Regions from separate parts of the Mus musculus genome. Here all the other regions are linked to region 1. The links are chromatin contacts, called in public ChIA-PET and HiChIP or PLAC-seq maps. All regions are on one chromosome and are shown on one strand. Each heading gives the region's core, a stretch centred on a gene start, on an enhancer-like site or on the middle of the called end of the contact. The rest is flanking DNA. Distances are from core to core; before and after follow the strand shown. Region 1 overlaps Cotl1 (coactosin-like 1 (Dictyostelium)). Region 2 holds the start of Mbtps1 (membrane-bound transcription factor peptidase, site 1). Region 3 holds the start of Hsdl1 (hydroxysteroid dehydrogenase like 1). Region 4 overlaps Usp10 (ubiquitin specific peptidase 10).

The links. ChIA-PET counts read pairs in DNA pulled down with a chosen protein or histone mark. HiChIP or PLAC-seq counts read pairs in DNA pulled down with a chosen protein or histone mark.
Region 2: a contact with region 1 is called in a FOXA1 HiChIP or PLAC-seq map of pancreatic cancer cells. The contact joins the promoter of Mbtps1 here to the enhancer-like site in region 1. A contact is called at or near these places in 2 of 39 promoter capture datasets (cranial neural crest and neural stem cells) and 4 of 115 datasets of contacts at active chromatin or transcription factors (bone marrow-derived macrophages, effector CD8 T cells, memory CD8 T cells and 1 more).
Region 3: a contact with region 1 is called in an HNF4G HiChIP or PLAC-seq map of pancreatic cancer cells. The contact joins the promoter of Hsdl1 here to the enhancer-like site in region 1. A contact is called at or near these places in 2 of 39 promoter capture datasets (the HPC-7 cell line and neural stem cells) and 2 of 115 datasets of contacts at active chromatin or transcription factors (effector CD8 T cells and pancreatic cancer cells).
Region 4: a contact with region 1 is called in an RNA polymerase II ChIA-PET map of effector CD8 T cells, with 18 read pairs. The contact joins two enhancer-like sites. A contact is called at or near these places in 1 of 484 Hi-C or Micro-C datasets (the G1E-ER4 cell line), 2 of 115 datasets of contacts at active chromatin or transcription factors (the HPC-7 cell line and effector CD8 T cells) and 3 of 9 other capture datasets (adipose tissue, liver and pancreatic islet).

Annotation. Positions count from the first base shown.
Region 1 is chr8:119,811,505-119,814,769 of GRCm38.p6, forward strand. The region is part of intron 3 of Cotl1 (coactosin-like 1 (Dictyostelium)); the gene reads right to left. Among named protein-coding and RNA genes, the nearest start is that of Cotl1, 27 kb to the right of the region's middle. Within about 2 kb of position 1,612, at least 163 of the 459 cell types and tissues checked have an H3K27ac peak or open chromatin away from gene starts, as enhancers often do. A contact at or near this core is called in the G1E-ER4 cell line, the HPC-7 cell line, bone marrow-derived macrophages and 3 more, where this site is marked.
Region 2 is chr8:119,557,293-119,560,557 of GRCm38.p6, forward strand. It overlaps Mbtps1 (membrane-bound transcription factor peptidase, site 1), which reads right to left and starts at 1,469. Exons shown (of 23, transcript NM_001167910.1): 1 at 1,354-1,469.
Region 3 is chr8:119,573,530-119,576,794 of GRCm38.p6, forward strand. It overlaps Hsdl1 (hydroxysteroid dehydrogenase like 1), which reads right to left and starts at 1,646. Exons shown (of 5, transcript NM_175185.5): 1 at 1,563-1,646. Dnaaf1 (dynein, axonemal assembly factor 1) reads left to right here and starts at 1,706. Exons shown (of 12, transcript NM_026648.4): 1 at 1,706-1,938. The coding sequence starts at 1,833.
Region 4 is chr8:119,945,016-119,948,280 of GRCm38.p6, forward strand. It overlaps Usp10 (ubiquitin specific peptidase 10), which reads left to right. Exons shown (of 14, transcript NM_009462.2): 5 at 2,060-2,151; 6 at 2,686-2,795. Among named protein-coding and RNA genes, the nearest start is that of Usp10, 36 kb to the left of the region's middle. Within about 2 kb of position 1,451, at least 38 of the 459 cell types and tissues checked have an H3K27ac peak or open chromatin away from gene starts, as enhancers often do. A contact at or near this core is called in the G1E-ER4 cell line and effector CD8 T cells, where this site is marked.

The DNA.
Region 1 (3,265 bases), core at 362-2,861:
CATCGTACTCCCACACCTGCATCAGTACTAGGAGAAGGAGCTCAGGCCCTAGTCTTAGGCAAGCAAGCACTCTACCACTGAGCAACATCCCCAGGCCTATGACACCATAATCGCTACACACACACACACACACACACACACACACACACACACACACACACTGTGCTGTGGTACTGAGACCAAGCTACAGTGTCAAAATATGGAAAACTGCAACTATGACCCTAGGGCTGGACACTGAAAGCTCTGCCTGAGAGAAATGAAATCACCCGGGCACAGACACACATGCCCAGACTTCACAGCTACGTGATTCACCCCAAACAGCCAAGCACCCCAGGTAGCTAGCCATCAGATGAGAAGAGAGGGTAAGGCAGACCCTCAATGCATGGACGTTCCAAATGGTGACGCATTAATTAGTCATCGATGAAATTCTAATGCCCGGTGCAACATGGGCGAACAAATCCCTGAACATGGGCAAAAACAGACAGACATGAAGAGCCACCCACTGTCTGGTTCCTCTGACAGGAAATGTCCAAAAAAGGCAAATCCACAGAGAAAGCAGACCAGAGGTGACCAGGGGTGGGAGACAAAACAGGAAACGGCAGATGTCATCTAAGACGCATTGTGGTAAAACTGCACAGTTCGTGGAGGTGACTGCAAGCCAGCAGGGGTCAGAAGAGCAGCTCACTCTGCCCCACACCAGCCCAATGGCAGCTTTTCAGATTCCAAAAGACACCAGGAACTGGTGGCATATGCCTTTAGTCCCAGCACTCAGGAGGCAAAGACAGGTGGCTCTCTGGGATTCGAGGCCAGCCTGGTCTACAGAGCGAGTTCCAGGACAGCCAGGGCTACACAAGAAACCCTGTCTCGAAAAACCAAAAGATAAAAATTCTCAAAGACAATCAAGATTATTTTTCTTTTACAAACAAGACAGAGTCTGAAGACCACAATGCCTGCCCAAGGTCACAGACCTGGGACTACAGCCTCAGAGCAGGAGTGTGGCTCAGTTCAGTGCTTACCTTAGCAGGCAGGAGGGCGCGGGTTCAAGCCCCAGCACTGTCCTCACCCCCAACTACTATATGTAGATATCAAGAAAGGGAGCAAAATGCTTTGGAACTAGGGAGGGGTGGTTAAAGAGCTTACTTTTACATTAAATGGATTTTACATCAATAAAAACCAAAATCAGCAAAGTCGCCATAGCACCAGAAAGATCACGTTCTCGGCTTCCTAGATACCATGAGCAAGGCCACCAAGACATGGCAGGATATGGAGGAGGGGTTAATATTTGCCAAGAGAGGCAAGCCTCACACAATCTGACTGAATCCACCCTCAATACATTAGCCTTTTACCAGGTTACGATAAGGCCCTGGGGGCAGAGCTGAGACAGCCTTATGCAGCCCCAAATTCAAAGACCCTTCCCAGCAGCCCCAGGGCCAGCACTGCTAAGCTTATGCATGTGACCCAGACCATGGAAGGCAGTGGACCCCAGGTCTGGAAAGAGAATAGAGAGTTGTGTCTCAACTCCCAGGCCAGCGGCACGGGGGAGGGGCGCGGGTGCCCCAGCAAGGAAGTCAATGGGGCAAGAAGCCTAAGAGGAAGTTCAAAGTCCTCTGCTTGTTTGACAGCCTTATATGGCAATGTAAAGAAGAACCTGAAGTCTGGGTCAGGAACAAGAGTTTAGGAAGACAAGATAAGGACTAAGAAATCTAAAGGGAAGTTCTAAGGGCTGGGTGCAGCTATGGCTAAAACCACAAGAGCTGTCCCGTGGTCACACTACAACCAGGCAGTGTGGGATGCAAGCCCAGAGAGCAGGAGACTGACTGCCCACCAGTCTGAAGCCAGTTTGTGTTACATAGCAAAACTCTGTCTCAACAAACAAACAGGGGCTGTGCACGTGGCTCAGCTGGCGGAGGGCATGCCTAGCGTGCACAGAGCCCTGGGTTCAAGCCCCAGCACTTCATAAACCTGGCGTGTTGGCGCAGGCCTGTAATCCCAGAGAGAAGAGGATCAGAAATTCGAGACTGGGTGGGGAGATGGCTCAGAAGGTAAAGGCACTCGTCTCGAAGCCTGATGATCTCAGATCCCCGCCCTGCCCCGCCCCCCCCCCCCCCCCATGAAAGGAGAGGCCAGCCCCTGCACGCTGTCCAGACTCCACATGCTGCTGTGGTGTGCACAAATCCCCACACAAAGTTAGTACATGTGACTCCGTCTCAAAAAGGAGATCAGACTAGTGAATGGTACAGAGCAAGAAATGTAAATAGGCAAAATCGTCTATACTCTACCAGAGATACACCACGTACGTGCACACATATTCACTGTCCCAAACTTAAAAAAAAAAAAAAAACACCTCGAACCTTGAGGCACATTTAAAACCAAATCGCCATGAAGCGAATGCTTCCAAGTCTCCAAAGTTGACAGAACAGCCACGTGGGGTCAGCCACACGGGACATTCTCTCCTCTCTGCTGCCACAGAAGACAACTTTGTCTGCAGATTCGTTTTTTATAGTTGCTGCCTGCAGAGGCCAGAGACGGATCCTCTGGGACTATTACTGTGGGAGAGCAGTGTGGGGGTGCCGATCACACGTTCCAGCCTCCCCATCCCCACCCCCCAGGTCACGACCTTCCACTCCTGCTGTTCTGGGGAACCTCAAAGTTAGAAGGCAGAATCAAGAGTCCCTCATCTTGGGTTGAATGGTTTTCCCTCCAAGTGACCAAGGCAGGCAGCTAGCATTTCTGAGGCCACTGGAGCCCAAGCCATACTGTGGTTCCGAGACAGAGCCTGGGTCTTCGCTACGGGCTGATGTCTCTCATCAACAATCAGTCAGACTGCGGCCTTGCTCGCCACGAGCCTGGCTCGGGGCTGATGAACCTGGCTCTGTTCTCCTCACCCCACAAGAGACCACACTGCCCAGCTGAAGTCAGGGGTGTGTGCAGACTCACATCCCCCCCAGCAGGAATATGGTAAAGCCTAGGAAATCATTCCTACCCCTTGGACCACGGTGAGGACTTCATGTGGTTGGACCAATGGCAGTCACTCCCAGTCTTTAGCTAACACCTATCCCCACACCCTACCTGACTCCAGGAACCTTCTGCATCTCCCATACCTATGATCCAGCCCTTCCCTATACATCTTTCTAAATGAGTTTACCAGTTTCCATCCAAGCTCATTTATGGTCTCAAGTGACCTATGGACAGCCCTGGAGACAACGCTGAGGGTCCTCTTTCCTGCTATTCCAAGGGCAGTCCCTCCCCATCTGGGAAATTGGAA
Region 2 (3,265 bases), core at 219-2,718, 250 kb before region 1:
CAAGGAAGCGCGCGCACACACACACACACACACACACACACACACACACAGACTTCCCTTTTGGTCCTCCTAGTCCAAAGATTGCCGACCATCGGAGAGAGAACTGAGTCAGAGAATAAAGCATATGACAGCACCAAGAATGAACAAGATCTGACCAGAAAACATGCTCCTTCATTCCCGAGGGGCGAGGGGGAGGCCTGCCAACACCGCATCACTTTTTAGATAGTAACAGCAAATTGTTGGTTATAAGGGGTGTTTAGAGACTGCAGGAGAGTCCTAATGAGCAAAAGTGCAGGTTCCAGTAGCCACTTCACCCTTACACTCAAAACAAAAACAAAAACCAAAAAGTCCACAAAAAATTAGCTCTGTGGCCAAATGTGTCACATACTGCAAGATAAGACCTTGGCAAAAGGTATTCCACATGAATAGGGGTAACTGTGGGCTATTAAACAACGGACTATCATTCAGCCGTAAAAGATGAAATACTGACTTACGCTACAACCATAAAAAAAGGTACTGGTTTATGCAACAACATAGATGAATTCTGGAAACAAGACACCAAAGGCCACATGCGACTCTTGACCCACTATTCCCAAAAAGCAAACCTAAGGAGACAGGTCCATCGGTGACTAAAATAGCAGACTAAAAATCGGTTCTAACCACAGCAGGGTACCGGGAGTCTGGGGAGTGGTTCTCAAAGCGGGCTGTGGTGCCGACTGAACTGCTCCGCAAGATGACACAAAGTCACAGGGCGGGACCACTTAATACAAGTGACCCTGTGATACATAGGACACTTTATAGAAATCACGGTCTTGCGTTTAAAAAATAACGGTAAGTGGTGTGGCGCTGTACGTCTTTAATCCCAGCGCCAGGCAGAGACGTGAGGATCAGGAGTTCAAAGCCAGCTTGAGCTACTCAGACCTTGTCTTAAATATTAACTTTTTCCCCCCCCGACTAGTTTTGCAGATTTTTATGCTTTTCTCTGTCCGGCTTTTTCATTCGCCTCCAAACCTAGGGGTTGCTAGCGAGGCTGATCCCAGAATGAAATCTTCAAGTGCTCCTCCCGTCCCTTCAAAGCGCCACTCAAAAACACCTACAGCAAATGCGAGTCCGAGCCGCGATGTGCACTGAGCTGCAGCTCGGTTCCCCGGGGCTCGCGACCGCAGGGCCCTGCGGAGGCGAACGGCGCTTGCGCACCGCGGCGCGCAGGCGCAGGCCAGGCCGCCGCAGCCGCCGCCGCCGCTCCGGGCCAATTTCTGGGGAAGCAGCTGCGGTAGCCGGCGGCCCCCGCGCGGGCAGCGGACGGCTGAGCCTAGGGCGCGTCCGGCTCTCGGCCGCCGCCGGCAAACGTACCTGCGTCCGCCTCAGGCTCGGGGTCGGCGGACCCGGGAGAACGGCGGCTCCGCCGCGAACACGCCTCGGGTCTCCATTCGGGGGATGTTTACTCGCAAGTCTCGCGAGACCACGCCGCTGGGGCGTGGGGGGGTTACGACGGCCCGGCGTGCTCTGCGCGCCCGCGACCTGCGTGCGCGCTCCTGACGGCCCGGCACCGAGGCGAGAGGCTGTGCGGAGCTCTCGCGACATTTGCGGTCTTGGGGGAGGGGTCGGGAAGGGGCGGAGCCGAGGGCGAGGCCAAATCGCCCTCTCTGGGTATATATAGGGAACCCTGGTGGTTTAGGTTTCTCCAGGTTTCCTGGCCTGGAAACTCAGGAAGGGTGCGAGCACCTTTGCGCGGCTGAAGTGGGACGGCGCCTATCCAATCTATGTGTTCTCCTGAACTACTCCCATGGCCCCAGTTTATTACTGCTGCCAGGAGGGTGCATCAGCATCTTGAGAAACAGGACGTTTGTAACACCAACTATTTACCATTTGGAACAAACAGGATCAAGGTGAATTTCGTCTGGTAAAACGCACTTGAGCAATTTAGCCACCTGTAGAACGGGCCCATTCTCAGCCTTAGTACTGAGCTGGATCGATCACTCTTGGCCCTGGCACAACCTAAGTGTGCTCGGGGACTGTGACTGAAGCAAACAGGATGGAGGAGACAAACCCTGAGTCCTAGGCTCATAAGCTCACCTTGGCTGCCAAACCTGGTATGGAAACTGGGTTTTGCATTGGGACCTCCAGCCGAGCAAACTCAAGAAAAGGGGATCCGGACCCAGGATTTAGGTCAGGGTATGGAGGGGACCTTGTGCAGCACTCTTGTGTTTTCCCTCAGGTGTTCAGTCAGAAGAGTGCATGTAAGAGGGGACAGTACTCTTGTATAGGAGCCAAGTTTCCATCCCAGAACCTGCTCACTGTAACTTCAGCTTCGGAGGGATCAGGTTTTTGGCCTCTGAGGGCACCTGCACGCCTATACATAATCCTACACAGACATACAAACGAGATTTTAAAAGGGCGGTTCTGAGACAGTAGCCCCACACATTGAAAAGGATAGACCGCATTTATTCCCAGGTTCCAGAATCCTATGGATAACCCATCATTCCGGAAACTCGCTGTGGCAACCCCATTGCCTGCCCACTCTCTGCCCTGAGACTTGAATCTTGCTCTTGGCCTGATGTCTCCCTGCTGATTCGCCACACTCTCCCCAAGGTCTTCTGTCCTTCAGATGCCTGAAGCCCAGTAATTAGAAGACCCTTGCTGGCTCAGGAGAAGCTGGGAGCAATAAGTTGATGTCATAAAGGACCCATTAAGCCTGCATACAGTAGACTTTAGCTAAAGGAGTGCTCAGAGCTGAGTAGTGGACTAACCAGACTGTAGGAAAGAGATGGCTTTACCACAAATGTAATTAAAGTTTTGGTTTTCTGGGTTTCTGTTAAGATCACCACTGATTAGGGACAGGACAAATGGAGACACCCCCGGCCATTAGGAACACTCCCGTATCAAAGACCATGCCTCTGTTAGAAAGTTCAAAGCGGGTACTGGGTCACAACACCATTGAATCCCGGTCCTCATTAAGTCCAGGTTCTCGTATCAGGAAGAGCAATATTCTGCCAAGCGCACATGCTGACCCTGGCTAACAGCTGCCTAGGGGCTGTCTCAGAATAACTAGAGCAATTACTTTCCGTTGTAAATCTCCCACTTCAAACAACCAAACTTAGGAATTTTATCACCGTGGTTCTGTAGCGATGTGTGTTATATAGGGAGGACCTCAGTGTACAGAGGACCCGTGCAGTCACATACAAATGCTATTTCGTTTGATCCAGGGGACTTAAGCATCTGTAGATTTTGTTGATCATGGGGCTCCCAGAACTGCTCCCCTCAG
Region 3 (3,265 bases), core at 396-2,895, 240 kb before region 1:
CTGTGGAATACTGAGCTCTGAAAAGGAATGGGGCATGAGCGCACACTATGACATGAAAACATGAGGTTGGGGGACACAAAAGACCATTCAGCATACGGTCACATGTATAAAGCGTGTTTGCAATAAGGAAATCCAGAGACACAGAAAACACAAGGGGCAAGATGAGCCCAAACTGCAGCCCATGAGGTGGAATCCCTTTTTGTGGTTGTGGAAATTATCTGGAAATAGGGCGGTGAAACCTACCTAACTACAAAGTTCTGAATTGTACATTTCAAAATGGCTAAAATGATGGATCTCGTTACATGAATTTTGCCTCAATTAAAAAAATATGCACTGGGGACTGGTTAGATGGCTCAGCAGATTGTTTTTGCTGTGCAAGCTTAAGGACCTGAGCTGAGGTCCCCAGCAGTATCTAAGAGTGGGTATGTAAGCAGAACCAATTTGTAATTTCAGTATTGGGAAGAAAGGAGCAGACGAGAGGACCCTGGGGGCCAGTCAGTCAGTCAAACATAAAGAAAACTCTTGAGTTCTGTGAGAGACGTTTTCTCGAAAAATAAGGTTGCAAGTGACAGACACTGACCCGTAGCCTCCACACCCACACATAAATAAACAACACTCCCCCCGCCCCAACACACACACACACCCTCCACTGATAAAGTAACGTTGGACATGGCGCGTCTGTAATATTTTAGCAATGACTAGGGTCACTCTGAAAAAGCCATCCCACCCTTGGGAATGAAGTTACAACACCACCACCTGTAAAAAGCGGCTAACGCTTCTCCCCTACAACGAGAATTCGATGAGGTGACGCATAAAAAGCATTTGCAACAGTGCCTTCCCGCCACCCCTCAATAAACCGGAGCCACTAGGCAGGATCATCGCTCAGGGTTCGATGCTAGCGACCCCTATTCGTACTGACCCGAGTTTATGAAGAAGCTAAGAGCGCTGTCCCCGCGGCTTCACTTTATCCCCTTCCTCAATCGCACCCGGGTGTACTACACAAGAGGAAGGAAACGGACGCAACGACATCCCAGGATCTCAGCGAAGGCTCGGCCCAGAGCCCTGGCAGGTGGTCGTTGAGACTCCCCGTGGGAACCCGAACCCGCTGCGGTCACCGCCCAGGGGTGCGGCTGAGTCCTGGTAGCAGAACAGGGACTCCCTGCTAGTGTCCCATCCCTCCCCAGTGGCGCCGGGCACGGCCCAGCGACTCTGCAAAACCCACCGGGCTCTGCAGAAGCTGCGCGCTTTCTTCAGCAGCGCGGCCATTCTGCATCAGTCCTGAGACTTAGAACCTACTTAGACCTAGCGACCAGGAATAAAGGAGGATAAAGAGACACCGACAAAAGGGCCGTCCCGGGGCGTGTCGCCTGTGCGAGCCTCCTGCCGAGGACCAGGCCCGGGACACCTGCTCAGGGAGCTGAGCGGCTGCCTAGAGCGCGGAACCAGAGTTCCCCGCTACGGGGCGCGGCGGGGGGGAGGGCGTTCCCGAGGGTCGGGGTCCAGGGGGCGTGGCCAGGGACGGAAGCGGGGCGCGAGGGGCGTGAGGGGCGCGGGCGCAATACCTGCAGCGAGAGGCGCGGTCTCCGAAGCCCGTCCCGCCCGCTGCCCGCGCGGCCGCCGCCCCGGGACACCACCGCAGGTCCGCTACCCACGTGATCCGCGCACGCGCCCGGGTGCAGTTTCCCCCGTGGCCCCCCCTCGGCTAGGCCCGCCCTCGGCGGCGTAACTGACTGCGCGTGCGCACTGGTTGCCGCGGCGACCGGGAAAGCGTTGGACAGCCAACGACGCGGACCGTAGAGTATTAGGGCTGAGTGGTCGGGCCAGGAGTGAGCATGCACCCCGAAGTCTCTGAGCCGCCGGTGGACAGCGTGGCGGAGCCCAGTCTGGAGGAGTCGGCAGGCGATCACGGCGACGCGGGGCCAGGGATCCGTAAAGAAGGTGCCTTAGCGCTGGGAAGCCAAAGGGGCGAGGGCTCGTGTCCCTCACACATGCCCATTTCACTCAGCTGGGGACAACCAGCACCCCTCACACATACCCATCCATACAGCTACAAGAACAGCACCTTTATTGATATGATCAATCCAGTACATATAGAAGACCCATTATTTATTCCATGATAATTTATTAGATACCTTCCTGTGGCTGGGAATTGTTTGCAATGAGTGTAAGACACAGTTCCCAAACAGTGTTCAGCGTCATTCAACAAACCACAAGTACAGAGAGTTCATCAGCTCTTGACGTTACATTTATCTAAGGCTTCTAGAGGCGCCTTGCAGGGTAAAAGTGCTTGCAACACAATCCTCCAGACCTGAGTTTGAATCTCAGAAGTACATACATGCAGAGGTTAAGATCAACCATGTGATTGCTGGGACTTGAACTCTCGGAACCTTCTGTAGAGCAGTCAGTACTCTTACCCGCTGAGCCATCTCTCCAGGCCCTGGAAAATGTCTTTCATATTTAATAGTGTGCACAGGGTTCTAACATCCAAGGAGAGACCAGCCCAGAACAAAGCTTGCTTCTTTTACACAGGTTTGAGCGATCAAACTGATCACACCCTGTTCTTGTGTGTGCTTTTATCAGTGAGTTGTTTTTATGTTGCCGCCCCTAAGTTACACTTTGAGCAATTAAACACGTTTACAGGAGTGGGAACTGTAGGTGCTCACACCTGGCAAAAGGGGTAGGGGGGAGATTTACACAGCAAACTGCATCACAGTTATCTCTGAACCAAAGTGGGGAGAGACAGAGCTCTTGCCCTGTCCCAGAGCTGCCCTTCTGCTGTCCCTGGTAAGAGAAATGGGCTTGCGGGCTGGAAAGTTGGCTCAGCGGTTAAGAACACTGACTGCTCTTCCAAACGTCCTGAGTTCAATTCCCTGCAACCACGTGGTGGTTCACAACTATAATAGGATCCATGGCCTCTTCTGGTGGGTCTGAAGACAGATACAATGTACTCATATAAATAAAATAAATCTTTTTAGAAAGAGAGAGGGGGGGGGCTTGATGAACTTCTGTTCTGTTGAGCAGATTTTAACAGAAACATCTAAACTAGAATTAGATTTAAGTACAACTCTACTTATCTTGCTGTTTTCTGAGGGTCTGGTTTCTGACGTGTGTGGGTGCCCAAGGAGGCCAGAATAGGGCATCAGATCGACTGGCAGTGGCATTACAGGCACTTGTGAGCTGCCTTGTAGGTGCTGAGAACTAAATTCTCTGTTTTCTGGGAGAGTAACAAGCACTGTTAGTGACTAAGCCATCCATCTCCCCATCA
Region 4 (3,265 bases), core at 201-2,700, 130 kb after region 1:
GTCTTTAAAGCAGTGTCTTTTGTTTCTGCCACTTCACTGCATACTGTACCCAGGTCAGGTACCCACAAATTTGGGGAGATTCTCGCCTTAGCCTGCAGTCTCTCTGTAGCCCTGGAACTAACTTGCTGTGTAGTGATCATGAACTCCTGATGCCCACCGTTGCCTCCGAAGTGCCGGGATTACAGGCAAGCGTCATCACATAGGTCTCTCATTTTTTAAAAATGTGGCCCAGTCAGTGCCCGTGCCAAAGCAGGTGTGAATATCATGGTACCCCACCCCTTCCGACCTTCAACTGACGCAAGAAGGCTTTGCCTTCACTAGGAAAACAGAATTTTCTCCGCCCATGTGGCTCTAACTCCTGGGCCAGGCATCCCACTGAGCAGTGTACACTGGCTTCCACCTTCTTACCCAGATCTCTGGCTTGCTTCTTCATATTGATACCATTAGTCTGCACCCTGAACCTGAAGGTTGTGCGTGACCGTGGGAGTATTGGGACTGCAGCACGCTGATACCTATGTGTAAGTCGCCATTCAGTGTTCATACTTCCTGCTGTCCTTTATGTTACTCCGGATAGACAGACACCTTTCCCCCACTGCCTATTTTCTGATGTCTGCGCCTCCAGTCATCTAGCTGTTCTCTTGGTATATCTGTAGGTGAAGCATACTCCCCAGACTCTTTTACAGTCTGTGGTGCTGTCCGGGACAGTGAGCCCTTCATTACCTGTCTGAGCTGGCCTGGAGCGGGGCTAGTTGCAGGCTTGGGTGCACGCGGGATGCATTAGCTGTTCTTACAGAGGTCAGCCATGGTAGGAAGACCTAGCTTCTAATTCTGTAAAAGCTTGCCACACCGTTGATGGCTGCTGTAGAGCCTGTGGTGTTGCTTTGGGGTGTGTTTTTGTTTGAACACACAGGTTTGGAGGTTACTGTGATCATTGCTGTACTATGGATCCTTGTTTAGCCCAAGAACAGGTGGCAGAAGGCAGTGGGAGGGGGAAAGAGGGCGTCCCGCCTTACATAATATTTAAAAACATTTCTTCCTTAGACTTATTTGTTCCTTCTGTGCTTGCAAGCATGTTTGTGTGTATGTACAAGTGTGTGTGCTTGTGAGGTCAGGCTGTGGAAGTTGGTTGTGTTTCTACCACAAGGGGCTGTGAACTCAGATCATCAGGCCTGGCAGCAAGTGCTAGGAACGGCTGAGCCCACCAGGTAGACCCACAGTTGTATCTGGCTCAGTGCTGTGACTTCAGTTTTCTCATCTGTAAGAGGAGGTGTCAGAGTCCCTTTTTGGCAGAGTTATGACTATGCAGTTGAGTGTTACTGGACAGCTCCAGGACTGGTGGGAGCTGTCAGCATGCGTCTTCCTGTCTTAGATCTGCACACCTTTCACTAAGGGGCTGCTCTCAGTGGCTGTGTCTGGTGCTTCTCTGGAGCCTGTAATGGTTTAGTTTCTCAGATAAAGTGATCTATGGGAGCCACATCAAGCCACCCACTGTGCTTCCTCAGCTTACAGCTTTCTTAAAGCTGTAAAAAAGTGGTTTCCGGGGTGTCAGGAGAGAAGCCCCACCCACTTCTGAATGGAGTGAGGAGTTAGTGGACCAATGGCTGATCTCACTTCCATGATTGGCAGGAGCTGCTGCTGTCACTTAATACTCGGCCATTGAGCGCCCACTGTGGTCTGCCGGGTTTTCTGGGAGCCCGGTGGCACACTCCTGCCCCACAGTCCCTTTGAAGCTGGTATCCAGAGGACTTAGCAGCTGGTGAAGCATGCTGTCAGCCTTGGTGGGGATGCCAGTGTCTTCCACCTCCGCTCTCTGCTGCTAGCTATTGTGTCGGTGTCTCTGGCCATGGAGCGTCCTAGTGTAAACTGAGAGGATAACTGTAAATGTTGATGTTCAAGACAACTGCCCCCCACCCCTGCACCCCAACTTAGTAACAAAGCGGTGCTAAGTGAAGGCTTTCGGAGGACACGCTCTTCTGAAGGACTCTCAGCACTTCAGAAACGCCGTGCATGGATTCTGACTGCAATGTTAATGTCTTCATTTGCTTCTTCACTCTTGCAGAGTTATTGGAGACTGTAACCCTAATACATAAGCCAGTGTCATTGCAACCCCGTGGGCTGATCAATAAAGGAAACTGGTGCTACATTAATGCCGTATCCTTCCTGGCTGCCAACCCTGCGCCTGGCCACCATGCCCACTCTCCCGTCTGGGTGTGTTTGATTGCCGCAGCGTCCCCAGGGCTGCCGGCCTGCGCTCTGAGCACGGAGACTGGGCCATCACTCTGCCTGCCTCATGGTCGGTGGTACTCTGGAGCCTCTCCGCCCTCTGTCCGAGGATTGATCTGTTGGCTTATGAAGGGTAGAGTCGGGCATGTTCTATTCTCATTGGAGTGGTGGTAGACAGTAGGACAGAATGGCCGCGTAGAACTAGAGGCTTTGCTCTAACTAGTGGGAGTGTTTTGTTCAGCTAGCTAGGCTCTTGAGTGTCCTGCAGCCGGCCGACAGAGAGAGGATCCTTACATGGCCTTTACAAGGCAGCTGTCTTCTCATGTGGTTTACTCCTCTTTGTGTTTACATATCCACGTAGCTGAGTGTCCTTGGCTTATCTTTTTTTTTTTTTTACGTGCCTTTTAGAAAAGTTCCTCTGTGTCTGTTTCATTTCCTTTACACTTCCTTACCGACATTTAGACCCTGCAGGCATTGGTGGCTTGCCCTCCGATGTATCACCTGATGAAGTTCATTCCTCTGTACTCAAAAGTGCAGCGGCCTTGCACATCAACGCCCATGATAGATAGCTTGTAAGTAAAGCGCTCGCACACGTGCCAGTGGTCGGGGGCTCTCCCTGCGGTGATGGGAACGAGCGGTTTGGCCGAGCAGGTGCTCCCGGGGCTGACGCCAGCTCTCAGTTCTTGATTTGCTACAGACGAGTGCTCCACCATCTCCCCCGCCCTGCTCTTAAGTTCATGTGAATGCGTGCTTTGCCTGCATACATGTAAGGGCACATGCCACGTGTGGGCAGTGGCGGTCAGAAGACTTTGGACCCCCTGAACCTGGAATTACAGCTACTTGTGAGCTGGCAGTGGGTATTGAGAACTGAACCCTGGTCCCTTGTAAGAGCAACAAGTCTCTGAACTCCAGCCTCTGGAATTCTCCTTTAAAGGGAGATGTTGTTGGGATTTTCTATGGAAGTTGATGTGGAATATAACTGGAGAGTTTGCTGCCCTTCAGATTCCGTAGGAAACCCCGTACTGTTTACCAGCTTAAAATG